Regions from separate parts of the Mus musculus genome. Here region 2 is linked to region 1. A link is a contact called in public Hi-C data. All regions are on one chromosome and are shown on one strand. Each heading gives the region's core, a stretch centred on a gene start, on an enhancer-like site or on the middle of the called end of the contact. The rest is flanking DNA. Distances are from core to core; before and after follow the strand shown. Region 1 holds the start of Gpr33 (G protein-coupled receptor 33). Region 2 overlaps Nubpl (nucleotide binding protein-like).

Region 1 (7,735 bases), core at 1,797-4,296:
CCAAGGACAGCCTTGAACATCTTAGCCTCCTGATACAACATCTAGTGTGTTGGAATTATTGACATGGGCTTCAACAAACAGGATTGAGGCAGGTCTTCAAGAAGAGGAGAAAATAGAGCTTAAAATGGTTAAATTTCTTCTGTCCACCCACATCTTCCACCACAACTCCACTGTGGCACATGGGAGTCCCATCTAAATAAAACAGATACTGTATTCCAAGTGCAGAGGTAGAGGTAGGCAGAGGCAGAGGCAGAGGCAGAGGCAGAGGCAGAGGCAGAGGCAGAGGCAGAGGCAGAGGCAGAGGCAGAGGCAGAGGCAGAGGCAGAGGCAGAGGCAGATGCAGATTCCTGGAGCTTGATGGTCAGCCAGTCTAGACTAATACATGAACTTCAGGCCAGAGAAAGGCATCATCTCAAAGGAGGCAGACTGTCGTCCTGAAGATGTCACCAGAGGGCTTTCCTTTGACCTCCAAATATGAACACCCACACACTGAAAAGAAAAATGAAATGAAACCTACAGTTTCTTAAAGTTAAATGAGCCTTCTAGACAGGCTCTGTGGTACATGACTTTAATTCCAGCACCTGGGAGGCAGAGGCAGGTGGATCTTTGTGAGTTCAAGGCTGGCATGGCCTAGATAATAAGTTCCAAGACAGCCAGGGCATGTAGAGAGATTCCAAAAACCAACAAAACAAAACAACCAACCAACTAACCCCAAACAAACAAATAAAATATCCACAATCCCCCTAAGGCCCCCAAAACCAAAACCAAAGCAAAACCAAAACACAAAGCACAAATAAAACTTGTAAGGTTCTGCAAAGCAGAAAATGATTCTCTTTTGTAGAAAAATACTTTAGTGGTCTGTATTAGGAAGAATGAACAGTGATGCTATGTATAAGCAACGGTGAGTGTAAAAGCAGCACTCATGAAGAGGTTGTGCGAAGGTCCTGGGACCTTAAGAGGTAGGAAGAGGGAGGGTGATAGACACAGGAAAAGCCAGGAGCCTTGCAGATGTCCAGTAGAGAAGAAAGGGTGGAGGCAGAGAGCTCTGAGGATGTCAGCAAGGGCTTTTCTAACACTTATTTACAGCCCACTTGCTGTGCCTGTGTGTGTAGAATACTCTGTCCTGTTAACCTACAATTAGCATGGGTTGGTGACTCCACTGGGCAACAAAGGAAAAGAGCTTGGGTTCCCTACTTGAGGGGAGATGGGGAGAAAAGACTGGTGGCAACTGAAATGTAAAGAACAGGTTGGCAGGAAGTGTGTAGATACTGGGGCTTGAGTGGATAGGAGAAACGAATCCCTGGAGACTTTCTCAGTCTCTCTCTCTCTCTCTCTCTCTCTCTCTCTCTCTCTCTCTCTCTCTCTGTCTCTCTCTCTCTGTGTCTGTCTCTCTCTCAGTCTCTCCCTCTCTCCCTCTGTCTCTCTCTGTTTCTCTGTCTCTGTCTCTCTCAGTCTCTCTCTCAGTCTCTCTCTCTGTCTCTCTCTCTGTCTCTCTCTCTCTCAGTGTGTGTATAATACCTGTAGTCTGTGCATCTGTGGTGCATTTGTGTGTATGCAGGTGCATATATAGTAAGCATTTCACTGTGGGGTGTATTTTTATCCATAGATTATATATCTAAAGTTCTGTGTGTGCCCATGTAAGTCTGTGTATGTCATCTGTAGTGTATTTGTGAAGTGTGTGTGTATGTGTGTGTATGTATATTATGCATTGCTTAAGTGTATATCTGTTCTTGTGTGTCCATATGTGCAAGTGGTACATGTGTGGTGTTGGTGTGTCTGTGTTGTGTGTGTTTGATATCTCTCAGTGTATATGCATATAGAAAGCTGAGTTTCTGGATGCTTTATTTGTTGACTTGTGAGGCTGAACTCTAGTGTCTGAAGTTAATATAAACTTAAACAGAATAAAAACTTTGTTCTGTAATTAGAATTGGTGGCTTTGCATTTTACATAAGGTTCTTGGAAGCATTAATGTATTGAATATACTATGAAAATTCGTCATGATTTTTAGCATGAAAGGTATACTACTACCAGGCATGGTGGCACATGCCTTTAACCCCAGCACTTGGGAGACAGAGACAGGTAGATCTCTGAGTTTTGAGGCCAGACTGGAACAGAGTGAGTTCCAGAATAGCCATGAATACACAGAAAAACCTTGTCTTGAAAAACTTAAAAAAAACAACAACGTGTATTAGTATTGTGTGTATGTGATGAATATGTGTGGATAAAGACCCACTGTGTGATGCAGAAGTTAAGAGAAGTTCTTCATTCTTGAACACCTTTTAAGATGGCTTGAAGCACTGGAGTATAATTTTGAGTCTACTCTACTAGCTCTGTGACCTCTTTAACCCCTTAGAGTTTTTATGAAGACTGAATGGGGCAGTGAACTTAGTGCCTAAAATGGCTGATGACAGTTTTTAGGTTTTTTTGTTTGTTTGTTTATTTGTTTTGTTTTGTTTTTTAGTTTTTTTGAGATAACATTTCTCTCTGTAGCCCTGGCTGTCCTGGAATTTACTTTGTAGTCTGGCCTCAAACTCAGAGGTCTGCTTGCTTCTGCCTTTCAGGTACTGGGATTAAAGGTGCATGCCACCACCACAGGCCTAATATTTGTTATTTAAACGTGCCATTTTGCTCAACTTGTTAGAGTAAAACCAATCAAATCCTCATTTAACCCTTTTAAAGCTACAGACTCTATTTCTCTCTTTCCGGAAGCACTTGTACGGAACCTCTGAGAGTCTATCTTCTCTAGCTACACTCTCAGATCTTCTTCTCTTGATGCATTGGTAGCTTTGGCTGGAGCAGCTTCTAGAGCCTCCAGAGCTTCCAGAGACACTGAGCTGCGTCTGGAGGAAAGCCTCAGGAGCCTCAGACTAGCTGATCTTTAGGAAGCTGAGAATCCTGCTGGGCCCAGGGGTCTTACCTCAGAGCTGTGTCTTCATGCCAAGTAGTCTGAGATGCCACAGTGTCCAACAGTCTTCTCTCTGGGGGAAGGGGCAGCAACTGGAGATTCTGCCTTTATTTTGTTCCTCTCATCCCTTTCTGGTGGATGCTGCTCTTTAGTCTTGCCTTTGACAAGTTCACAGAGTCTTTCAACTCCTCCGGTTTCTTTTCTGTAGAACATACTGCTGTGGAGGTGGAGTCCAAGACAGAAGTACTTCTCCAAACCATTTCTCGATTTCAAAATGAGAGTCAAAAAATTCTGTGAACAATCATTTCAGTTAAGGTTAATAGGATAATGTCAGGTGTTAAGACACTGGTTTCAATTCCATCCTCAGGTCTGTTCATCCCACCAGGCAGGTTTGATTTTGGAGATTTCATTGGCTTATGGGCCATCAACGGTAGATACACAGCAAGACGGTAGGCACGAGCCCTGGGTGTTATAGAATCTGGAACTTAACTATCTGATCTCGCTGGAAAGAAAATTGTTAAAGAGAAAAACTTAAACTCTGGTTCTCACACTAAGCAGAATGAAGGTGACAGGTCAAAGACTGTCGTCGTTCAGTCTGGAAAGAGGAAGAGTGGTAGACAGAATGGTTGCATCTGGACAGTTGTTGGGGGACAGAGCCGAGTCATTATCTTACAGCACGACGGACTCTGTGAACCATTCATTGCTGGTTCACTCCTCTCTCTAGTCCCCCTCCCCCATTTCAGATCCACCTCAGTGCCAGCCTCATGGTCCTTTCTTCTTCCTCTCATCACTGCCAGAGTAGAAAATGCATCAGAAACAGTGTATCTTCAGTGGTGAAAGCTTGGGAGTAAGAGCCACCGTCTATTCTGTCTACTCAGAACTTAATGCTTTCACAGCTAGACTACAGACTTATTTGAAATTGGCTTAAATCTTAGATCTTAATTCATTCCTGTCTGTGACCTTCAACTGAGCTACAGATCTTCTTGGTAGGCTAAGGATGACGTTCAAACTTATTACTACATTTTAGAAAGGACTTCCTCTGGAGGCTTTTGGGTTCATGTATAGATCCATATGTAACGGGGAATTACCGGGTCCAAACCTGCTTGTTCTGAACATTAGTAGACTAAGTCCCAGAGGGGTTAAGCAAATCATGATAGGTTTTTCATTAAACTCCCTTTCCACAGATGAAGGAGTTGAGACCCTTGAAACTCTCTGAGAGCCCATCCTAGATTCTGTTAACAGTTAATAAAGAAGCTGGGGTGAAAATAATGTGCACTAAAAATTCCAATGCACAGCTTGTGGGAATGATAGTGACTGTATAATACAGGGCAGAGGGAGCTGCCACACCCCGTGTAGAAATCCCAATGGTGCCTCTATCTCTATTATAGGGCTATCTGTATCTCTCTGCACATTATCAGAGTCTCAGCCTCTTCATATGTTAACATAAAAAAAAAGAACAGGAATGAGTTGTTTTTGTTGTTGTTTTTTGATTACCCTTGTGGGGATAAAGTGAAATACGTCTAAAAGGCTCAGTACAATGGCAGGCACAGGGCAAGTATTGAATGAATAACAGTTGAGTTGGTACTGGCATTATGTAAGTTGCAACAGAATGCACACTTACAAGTCCACTGGGCTGGAGCAAATGTATCCGAATGCCATAATTCAAGAAATATTTATGAATACTCTAGCCTGCCAGACAGTGTGCAAACTGAGACAAACAAGATAAATAATTCAAAGTAGTTGCCCGAAATGTTTACAGTTGTTGAAGATGCTACCTGAACTGAGTAGTTGAGGGATGTTGGAGAGAGATGTTCCAGGCCTTAGACACAATAGGTATTCAGGCTCCTCAGCAACATCGTCCGTTTCTTCATTTCTTAATCTTTTAAAAATTATATTTTTTATATGCGTGGACGTTTTGCTGTCGTGTATGCCTGTGCACCACATGTGTGCCTGGTGACCTAAGAGGACAGAAGAGGGTGTGAGAGTCCCTGGAACCAGTGTTGTAGATGGTGGTGAGCTACTATGTGGGTGCTGGGAATTGGACCAGTGTCCTCTGCAGGGCAGCCAGGGCCCTTGGCTGAGAGCCCTTGGCTTTTCATTTCTATATGGTTCATACTGTGGTTGGAGCCAAGGACACAGATCAGTTTCTTGACTTGAAATCACCTGACTTAATTAAAAGTGAAAGACAAATGAACAGTCATATCCCCAACGAAGCCATAGAAGGGAAGTCATTTCTTCAAGTGGTCTGTGTGTTTTCTACAGTGTTTGCGTCATCTGGTTTAATAATTAACTAGAGGGAAACAGCAAATTCTTGAAGAGAGTGTGGAAGATGTCGATTTTAGGTTTTCTAGTGATGAGAAGAAAAATTAAACACTCTCCCATTTTCTCTTATTTGTAGATTTTGTCATTTACACAGTGAGTGTCTTCATTGGTCAGGCAGCACAGGAAAGAGCTTTGAGAAAGTATTCGCCCAGCGGTTTCCAGCCTGAAGGAAGTCATAGGTGTCTGGGAGAGACTTCCCTCCCTCCCTTTCTGCTTCCGTGTGTGCATGCACATGTGTGTGCAGGTCAGAAGTCACTGTCAGAGCATCTTTCCCAATCATTCTGTACATATATGTATTTTAAATTTTTAAAAATTTTTTAATTTTTAAATTTTTTAGACAGGCTCTCTCAGTGAACCTGGAGGTCACCAATTTGTTTAGACTGACTGGCCAGCAGACCTTAGGAACCCTCTCTTGTTTCTTCGTCTCCAACACTGAGATTACAGGCAAGTGTCACCACACTTTGTTTTGTTTTGGCTTTGTTCTGTTTGTTTGTTTGTTTTTGAGACAGGTGTCTCTGTGTAACAGAGCCCTGGCTTTCCTGGACTTGGTTTGTAGACCAGGATGGCCTTGAACTCACAGAGATCTGCCTGTCTCTGGCTCTCCAGCACTGGGATTGAAGGCCTGTGTCATCACCCCTTGCTACACTGGCTCTTTATAGTCCTGGGCATCAAACTCAGCTCCTCCTTGTACAGCAAGCATTTTACTGACCGACCCCCCCTCTCCTATTTTTCTCTCTATCATATTCATAAGCAGAGTATAATCTTGTGACCACAGGAAACCTCATCCTCTAAAATATTCTTATGAAAGTTATGACAAAATGTGGCTCATTTATTGTAGAAAAAAATGACTCATAAGTGAAGCTCTGAGAGGAGATTTCTGAGAGCTTGTGAGAAAACCCTGAGTAATCAAGACAGAGGCTGTGACTTGTGTCCCTCCATCACATGGGCTGTTCTTGGAACCTGCTTTCATGCGTCTCCCAGGTGTAATCATAGGAGAGGGTTGTGCTTTAGATGAGCCAGCATTTTACCCATTAGTGTTCAGAATGACGTTTGCAAGCAAGGATTGTCTTTGTGACTATACAGCCCAAACTCATGTGACCTTTGCTCATATCACCTTGCTTAACCCTCAGAATATAAATTGATGCTCTGAATAAAGTTGGCTATTGCATGAAGCTTTTTAAAAAAAAATCTGTCCTTCCTTTCCCCATTCTCTTCTCTCTCTCTCTCTTTAAAAAAAATTTTTTTTATTAGATAGTTTCTTTATTTACATTTCAAATGTTATCCCGAAAGTTCCCAGTTACCACCCCCCCTGCTTCCCAACACACCCACTCCCGTTTCCTGGCCCTGGCATTCCCCTGTACTGGGTGGGGCATATAATCTTTGCAAGACCAAGGGCCTCTCCTCCTAATGATGACCAACTAGGCCATCTTCTGCTACATATGCAGCTAGAGACACAAGCTCTGGGGGTACTGGTTAGTTCATATTGTTGTTCCTCCTACAGGGTTGCAGACCCCTTCAGCTCCTTGGGTACTTTCTCTAGCTCCTCCATTGGGGACCCTGTGTTCAATTCAATAGATGACTGTGACCCTTAAGATGTCCCATGTAGTCTATCTATTGAACCCATCTTTATGGAAGAGGTCACATGTACTTTGCAAAGAGTTTCAATGTAACTATAACTTAAGCTTTCTGGTACACACAGGATTGAGCTAATTATCATCAGAAACTCTTTTTTCTCCAAATTGCGCTGGGGTTAAATATGCCCAAAGCAAACTGTCTGGGGTCATAGTTTCAATGTTGGAACCGGTACCAGCTACTGAGTCACGTGAACCGGATGACCTCCTTGCCTCGCACAGAACAGTACTCTGCTGTCCTTCTTGGTCGCAGCGACCTCCCACAAGATAGCTGTTCCCAGCAGAAAGTTACCTTTTTTTTTTCTCTGTAAGTCTTTTATTTCTAGTACCTTGGAGGTGTTTGTGCCCTCCCTCCTGGAACAAAACTCAGCTAATGACCTCCCACTTTATTGATATTATGAGAACATGAAAAGTACTCTAGCTGGCTGTTTGAAAATGTCTGTTTCTCCCACTGACTTGCGTTTTAAAATAGCTCCTCTAACCTCCCAAGTATAACTTTTATAAATGATCGTGGCTGTGATTCAGAACATCGCCGTGTTTCTTGGGCTAGTTCTTAGCCTCTCTCTAAATACCATTGTGCACAAGTTCTCTCGGAAGGTTGGGGAGGGGTGCAGAACATCTCGGTGACTCAGCCTGCACTCCCAAGTTGCCTGGAGAGGGCATAGGAGAAGAAAATTAGGTCTACTTGTGTCATCAAACATGACACACACTGGAAAGAAGGCTGCATATTTGGTCCCTTAGGCTCCAGTCCCAAAGCTTCTTCAATGAGCCAACTGATGTCCCAATTCCTCCACAGAGGTAGCCACTGACATAGCTAAATGGCAGTTATTGATAGCCTAGTGTATGCTGAGTACTGTGCTGTCACTGTAGTTAAAGA
Region 2 (7,735 bases), core at 2,008-4,507, 92 kb after region 1:
CATGCTGACAGGCGCCAGCCTGTACACATCATCACCTGCAGTGCACTCACGGTGATCTTGGAGTAACAGGATGTTTCTCACAAGTTTACATGGGAATCCAGATGTGACCACTTAATTGAAGTTCATGAAGTTCGTTCCATCTTTTCTTTAGCATCAGTATTGTAAGAGGACTACATTCTGATTTGTATACTTAACTTTTTTTCTTATTTATATGAGTACACTGTAGCTGTCTTCAGACACACCAGAAGAGGGTATCAGATCTCATTACAGATGGTTGTGAGCCACTATGTGGTTGCTGGGATTTGAACTCAGGACCTCTGGGAGAGCAGTCAGTGCTCTTAACCACTGAGCCATCTCTCCAGCCCTGTCAACCTATTTTTAATGCTTTCATAGCAAGTATTTCTTAATGAAAACATTTTGTTTCAGTATCATGATAAGCTATTTTGAGGAGGAAAGATAGCACTCTTTATGTTTAATGTGTAATTATTTTAAAGGTAGAGTGGAAGCTGGGTCAAGAAACCAAATCCTGGAGGAGAAATTACAAAATCATTACTTTTTGTTTTCTGTTCTGAAATTCAAAGGTAATTCTTAGTTAGAAATATTTTATATTTATAAGTGCATTGAAATTCACAATTATTTACATTTACTGAGAGATTCTGAAAATATTTTTAATCTTTATAAAAACTGACATACTTTTAGGATAAAAATATAAGTACTAATTATGATGTTTCCTGCAAATATTTGATATTTGTCATAGCATTTATACACTGCATTTCTGATGGGTAACGTTTCCGTGTTCTTATATGTAGGCTTATTCATGTCTTGAGGGACTATCATCACCTAGGCTCTATGCTCAGCATGGTGCTTACACAATTGGAAAGACCTTGCCCTTCTCACTTCAGGCTGTCTGTCTATCTCTGAGTGACTATTTAGTAGACTCTTGTTTACTCTTTCTATGGTCTTGTCTCAAGTCAACCCTGCCTCCCCAATATGCCCTTCTTTCTTTAAACAGGATTTCACTTTGTAGCCCAGCCTGGTTTTGATTTTGTGATTCTCCTGTCTTAGCTCCCAGATACTGGAACTATAATGTATGCCACCATGCCTGTGCTGCCTTGCCTGAGACCCATTTCTCTTGGTGGCCACTGGTGCTCTTCCCATCTTTTCCTGCTCACAAGCCTTGTCTCCCATCGCTTCCCATTTCACTGAAAAGTGGCTTTTGTCAATAGCTTCTTTCATGTTTTTGCTCACCATTAAACTTCTTTTCTCCCATCATCCTTACATCCTTCCCTTTCTGCCCAGAGACAGATGCCAGTCATGATCTTTCTACTTTTTAAATTATTTCATTTATTTACATTCAAAATGTTGCCTCCTCTATCCCCCTTCACAGAGTTCTTCCCCCATATCCCCTCCCCTTTGCCACTGAGAGGGTGCTCCCCCTATATCCCCCACCCTGGGCATCAAGTCCCTATATCCTCTACCACTGAGGCCAGACAAGGCAGCCCTCTGCTACATATGTGCCAGGGACCTCAGACCAGCCTGTGTATGCTCTTTGGTTGGTGGCTCAGTCTCTGGGAGTTCCCAGGGGTCCAGGTTAGTTGACACTGTTGTTCTTCCTGTGGGGTTGCCATCCCCTTCAGTTCCTTCAGCTCCTTCCCCTCCGTCTTCCATAGGGGTTCCTGACCTCTATTCAATGCTTGACTGTGTCTGCATCTGTCTCAGTCAGCTGCTGGTAGAGTTTCTCTGAGGACAGCCATGCCAAACTCCTGTCTGCAAGCACAACATGGCATCAGTAATAGTGTCAAGGATTGGTGCCCACCCATGGGATGGACCCCAAGTTGGGCTGGTCACTTGTTGCACATTCCTTTAGACTGCTCCATTTTTGTCCCTGCATTTCTTTTAGAGAGGAGCAATTTTGGGTCGAAAGTTTTGTAGGTGGGTTAATGTCCCCATCCCTCCAATTGGGGCCCCTAATTACTGGAGGTGGACTCTTCAGGTTCCATATCCCCATTGTTGGACATTTTGGTTAATGTTATATTTTCCTTGCTTATCCTGACCCTTTCTGTTTACCCTCGCTCATATTACTTCACCCCTATACATTTTTTGTTTGTTTGTTTCCCACATGGTCTCCTTGTTTTAGAAATACCGCTTCTTCAGTCAACATCTATTTTTTTTAAAAAAACTGAATTTTTTAATGTAGGTTTCTCCTCCTTCTCCTCTTCCTCTTCCTCCTCCTCCTCTGATTGCCAACAGATAGGTCAAATTTCAGTGATGTAAATGGAGCCAGCATCCTGATCTCTAAAATCTTCTGTCCATGTATTCTTTAGAAATTAGCTACATCTTGCCACCACCTGTTTGAGTTAGTGATGCGCACCCTAAACTTATTAGGTAAAGCTCCATCCTTTTTAGTATGCTCGCAGTTTCTATGGGATAGGGATTTGGATAGAGCATTAGGAATGGCTTGTTCCTTCTACAGTGCTGCAGCTTCAACGGTGAAGGCCCAAATGGATATATCAAGTTCTTTACACATGTGCTTGGTAGTGGCTGTGGTAACAAGGGTGGACTGGCCAGGGTTGTTGAATGGAGTATGTTAGCATGGTTACTACTTATTGCCTAGTCTTGCCCAGAGCTTGGCAGCCTCAGTGTAGTGGAACTTCTTTGCTGGTGACTAAGTGTTGCTCAAGTTGGTGTCCTGGTCATTAAGAAGGAAGCTGTATGGCCTTTTGTGACCCAACCTGGTTAGTCAGCCTAGTTGAAATTGACATGTGCTTTCTCAGGTTTAATGGGAGGGGACATAGAACTCACATCTAATTCAGGGAACAGCAAAACCCTTGCAGCCTTCACATTGTCCCGACCTGTCATCTTAGCTCTCCTACTCCATTCTCACCTGACAGTCACCAACTGTCATTGGAGAAATAGCTCATTTCTCTATTATGAATATAGGTAAAACTTTATAATTTTGGCAGGTGCAGTGGCACACACTTATAACTCATACACTTTAGAAGGTAGAGGCAGGGAACAACAACAACAATGACAGTACCACCACAAACCAAAAAACCAACCTCGGTCTTTTATGTTGCTCACTCTAAGCTCCTTCCTGTTGAATTAAATAGTGATTTCTCACACTGTTTGTAGAAATGTTCTCATTGCATGCAGGTCTCTGTCCAAGTTGTGCAGCTCAGGCCCTAGGGCTGCTTCTACCCAGTTCTCCATTCTGTACTCACTGCACTCCTTGTACTGACTAGATGTCCTATGTCACTTCCTCTGTGAAGCCTCATTAGTGGTTTCAGATCACATCACTTCCTTTTTGTCCCTTCATATGTTCATCTGCCATTAGGTGACCCTGGTGTCAGGGCTGCATCTTAAATGAGTTGCCACTGCTGCCTGGCCCATTGCTACATACCTGGTAAACTCTTGCTAACTGATTGAAAATAGATTAGGTGTGGTGGAAATTTCCAAAGTTTTGAGTGAGTTCCAGTGCTTTCTCAAGTGCCCACAAATTGCCAACGATCATTTTTGCCTTAGAAGAATTATATTTAGAGAAGCATTTGTGTTTCGGCACTTTTAATTTTCAGTTAAAACATATGCAGCACATTCTCAAAACTTGTGTATGAAAATGTTATATGCTAGAAAACACAGTGGAGTGGCTAAGAACATAGAAAACAAGCTTTGATAAGATTAAAGGCTGGGAAAATAAATCTGAATTCAGAATGGTACTGTTTTAGGTTGTGGCATTTTAAAGCTTTAATGTTGGCTGTGGACATGATAGCTTTTGTTCCAGCCTGTTTCCTGTGGTCAGGACATGCGTTCGTTCCCTTTTGGCAGATGCAGTGCGTGAAAGGCTGGGGTCAGCACTGCTGCACACAAGTGGGTCAGAGCACTCAGATGAAGGGGAAGCAGTTTTAGAGAGCCTTTATTTGTTGTTGGCATCATCAGATATAAATTAGGAGCTTGAAACTCTCACCATGTCTTGCTTCCTTTTCCATCTCTCATAGGCTTTGCCAAATTAACCACATCAACCAATTTTACAAAAAAAAGGAGGCATGGATTGCTGTCTTTAATAGTTCTTAAAGAAGCGTCTTGAGAAAGTCTTTCCCTTGTCTCCCATAAGCTTCCTTTGTACTTTTGTAAAGCTAGTTAGAGAGCAGGAGGCGTGCATGGTCTGCCACAGCAGGAAAGCGAACTGGGATCGCCAGTCCACTGGGCTCTGAAAGGAGATTCCATGTAATCATGGGGCAGATAAGAAGCTAGGGATTGCTAAAAGCAGGGACTAGCTGGGTTGCTGCCTGTGACTCTTAAACAATGAAACCTTTTTGAATTCAGTTCCTCCCTGAATTCACTTCCTCCTCAGGTAGTCTCAGAAGGTTGCTTGGACCCCTCCATGGGAACAGGTTGCTCTCTGTTTTGATTTTTCCTGTCAACCAAACAGAAAGCATAAGACTTCTCCAAGCCTTGGAGCAGCTTTGGCCTCAAACTTGTACTGGAATATTATCTGCAGTGTGATGGTTTTTTGCTAGTCACCATGGAAACTGATCGAAGTGCTAGTCTTGTCCTGTGGGTTCTTTGGGGTGGCTTAAAAAAAATGACTGTGTCTAATCCTGTTCTACAAATGTGCATTTTCTTTAAAAATGATGAAAAGGCAGCATAGTTAATTGAGAATAAGCTCTCTGTATCATGCTTCAAACAGGCTATTTCAGACATTCTATGCAGCTGAAGACTATTTGGGTCAAGAGATAGGAGTGAAAATTTTTGTCGTATATGAGCATCATTCTTTTAATTTGTGATTTTTATCTGTTGTGCTCTGTGCTTATATATGCAGAAGAATAACATGCTTAATTTCACTTACCTGCCTAGTGATAGAGGACTTGTCATAGAAATTAAAGCATGGCTGTTAATTTAACAAATCACTGTCAATAAAAGGTGGTTTAAATGATCATGTTAGAGATAATAAAGCAAAAAGCATCTCAGTAATTAGATTGTTTAAGTATTAAGATTTTATAGATGTCTAGTAATACCTCTTTTGAAAAGACCTCTTTGTAGCTAAAGTAGAAGAGGCTATCTGGTGGTTATCTTTGGGTCTCTGAACTTTGACCTTTCCTCTCATTTCCCAAGTGAGGAACTGGTGAGCAGAGGAGGAGTCTGAGCAGAAACAGTCTGGGAGTTACTGGTGCTGGTGGGAAGAAGCGGTTCACTGAGGCAGGTTCAAACGTTGAGGCTGTGATTATAGAAGAGGTGTCTTGTGAGTCCAGAGGGGGGGTAACATGATGAAAGTTTTGCTTAGTGTTGTAGTCTGTTCATTATTGACATTTGGATGACTGAGGTTTCATCTTGCTTTTTCAAATAACATGCTTTCTTTCATGTTCAAAAAAGTCCATGTTTTGACATGAAAAATCAAGGAAATCAAAAGTAGTTCATCTACAGATGACAGTAACTGCGTTCATCTGTTCATTCCAGAAACTACTAGGTACTTAGCCATGTGCTAAGCACTTCCCTGGAATCTGCATCTGTAGTATAAGTCAAAGTTTCTGTCGTCAAGGATCTTACAGTGAACTGGGAGAGGCAAAATAAATGGACACTTTTTCTTTATTTACATTTCAAATGTTACCTCTTTCCTGGTTTCCTCCCAACCCTCGGGAACTCTCTATCCCATCCTCCCTCCCCCTGCTTCTATGTGGGGGGCTCACCCACCCACCCACCCACTCCCACCTCCCCACCCTTGAATTCCCCTACACTGGGGCATCAAGCCTTCACAGGGCCAAGGGCCTCTCCTCCCATTGATGTCCAACAAGGCCATCCTCTGCTACATATGCAGCTAGAGCCACGTGTCCCTCCATGTGTTTTCTTTGGTTGGTAATTTAGTCCCTGGGAGCTCCGGGGGGTCTGGTTGGTTGATATTGTTCTTCCTATGGGTTGCAAACCCCTTCAGCTCCTTTACTCCTTTCCCTAACTCCTGCATTGGGGACCCCATGCTCAATCCAGTGGTTGACTTCGAGCATCTGCCTCTGTATTTGTCAGGCTCTGGCAGAGCCTCTCAGAAGACATCTATACCAGACTCCTGTCAGCATGAACTTCTTGGCATCCACAATAGTGTCTGGGTTTGGTGACTGTATATGGGATGGATCCCCAGGTCAGGCAGTCTCTGAATGGCCTTTCCTTCAGTCTCTGCTCCACACTTTGTCTCCGTATTTGCTCCTATGAGTATTTTGTTCACCCTTCTGAGAAGCACTGAAGCACCCACACTTTGGTCTTCCTTCTTATGTGGTCTGTGAACTGGACCTTGGGTATTCTGAGCTTTTGGGCTAATATCCACTTATCAGTGAGTGCATACTTTGTGTGTTCTTTTGTGATTGGGTTACTTCACTCAGGATGATATTTTCTAGTTCTATCCACTTGCCTAGGAATTTCATCAAGTCATTGTTTTTAATAGCTGAGTAGTACTCTACTGTGTAAATGTATCACATTTTCTGTATCCATTCCTCTGTTGAAGGACATCTGGGTTCTTTCCAGCTTCTGGCTATTATAAATAAGGCTGCTATGAACACAGTGGAACATGTGTCCTTGTTATACATTGAAACATCTTCTGGGTATAGGCTCAGGAGTGTTATAACTGGGTCCTCAGGTAATACTATGTTCAATTTTCTGAGGAACTTCCAGACTGATTTCCAGAGTGGTTGTACCAGCTTGCATTCCTACCAACAATGGAGGAATGTTCCTCTTTCTCCACATCCTTGCCAGAATCTGCTGACACCTGAGTTTTTGATCTTAGCCATTCTGACTGATGTGAGGTGGAATCTCAGGATTGTCTTGATTTGCATTCCTCTGACGACTAAGGATGTTGAACATTTCTTTAGGTGCTTCTTGGCCATTCAAGTTTCCTCATTGAGAAATCTTTGTTTAGCTTTGTACCCCATTTTTTAATAGGGTTATTTGATTCTCTGGAGTCTTTTTAGTAGCGATGAGAGTTATGAGACAGTAAAGCGGTGTAAGGACCAGCAAGTCCTGGGAGACACTCTTCTCAGTGGGTTTTCTGAAGTGGGACTTCTAAAGACGGAATTTGAGCAGAGAAATGACTGAATTGAGATATGGAACTACAAGAAGAGCAAACATCCTTTCTCTTGGAATATTTGAGCAATAGGAGGAATGTCATGACTAGAATGAACCCGAGGGAAGGTAGATGGTTGCATGTTTTACAATGCAATGGAATCCATAGGGGAAATTTTAATTTTGCTCTCTCCATGAGTATGATAGAGCGGTATTTTAACTAGAGTTTTGACATGATTTATTCTTGCTTTAACGGATCCAACTATACTGTATAGAATAGACTTAAGGAAACCAGGAAGGCCAGCTAGTGCTGATGCAGTAACCTGGGCTGAAGATAGGAAGACGCTTGGACTGTGATGTGGGTAAGTTGGTAGTTTCTATAAGTGCCGTGAAGGAAGGACTTCCTGCTAGTAGGTTGAGGATGGTGAAGGAAAGGTAGCATGGGTATCTGATAACATCTCTTTCCTTTAGTATAGTAACATACAGATAACACAAATTTACCTTTTGAAATGTACAGTTCATTGGTGTCAGCTACATTTACATTGTTATGTAATCATCACCCATGTCTTTCCCCCCAGACTTTAGTATATTCCCAAACTGAAACTCAGTATTCATTAACAATAACCCTCTCATCTCCTGGTAATGGCCCATCTACTTTCTTTCTCTGTAAATTTGATGACTCTATATACCTCACCTC

What was found. Hi-C and Micro-C count contacts between places; a contact is called where the count stands out from the background.
Region 2: a Hi-C map of conventional type 1 dendritic cells shows a contact between it and region 1, with 2.4 times the contacts expected there. The contact joins the enhancer-like site here to the promoter of Gpr33 in region 1. A contact is called at or near these places in 3 of 39 promoter capture datasets (the 3T3-L1 cell line and embryonic stem cells), 3 of 484 Hi-C or Micro-C datasets (brain, conventional type 1 dendritic cells and macrophages) and 1 of 9 other capture datasets (pancreatic islet).

What each region holds. Positions count from the first base shown.
Region 1 is chr12:52,025,017-52,032,751 of GRCm38.p6, forward strand. Gpr33 (G protein-coupled receptor 33) reads right to left here and starts at 3,047. Exons shown (of 2, transcript NM_008159.2): 1 at 2,918-3,047.
Region 2 is chr12:52,117,199-52,124,933 of GRCm38.p6, forward strand. All of the region lies in intron 3 of Nubpl (nucleotide binding protein-like), which reads left to right. Among named protein-coding and RNA genes, the nearest start is that of Nubpl, 23 kb to the left of the region's middle. Within about 2 kb of position 3,258, at least 23 of the 459 cell types and tissues checked have an H3K27ac peak or open chromatin away from gene starts, as enhancers often do. A contact at or near this core is called in conventional type 1 dendritic cells, where this site is marked.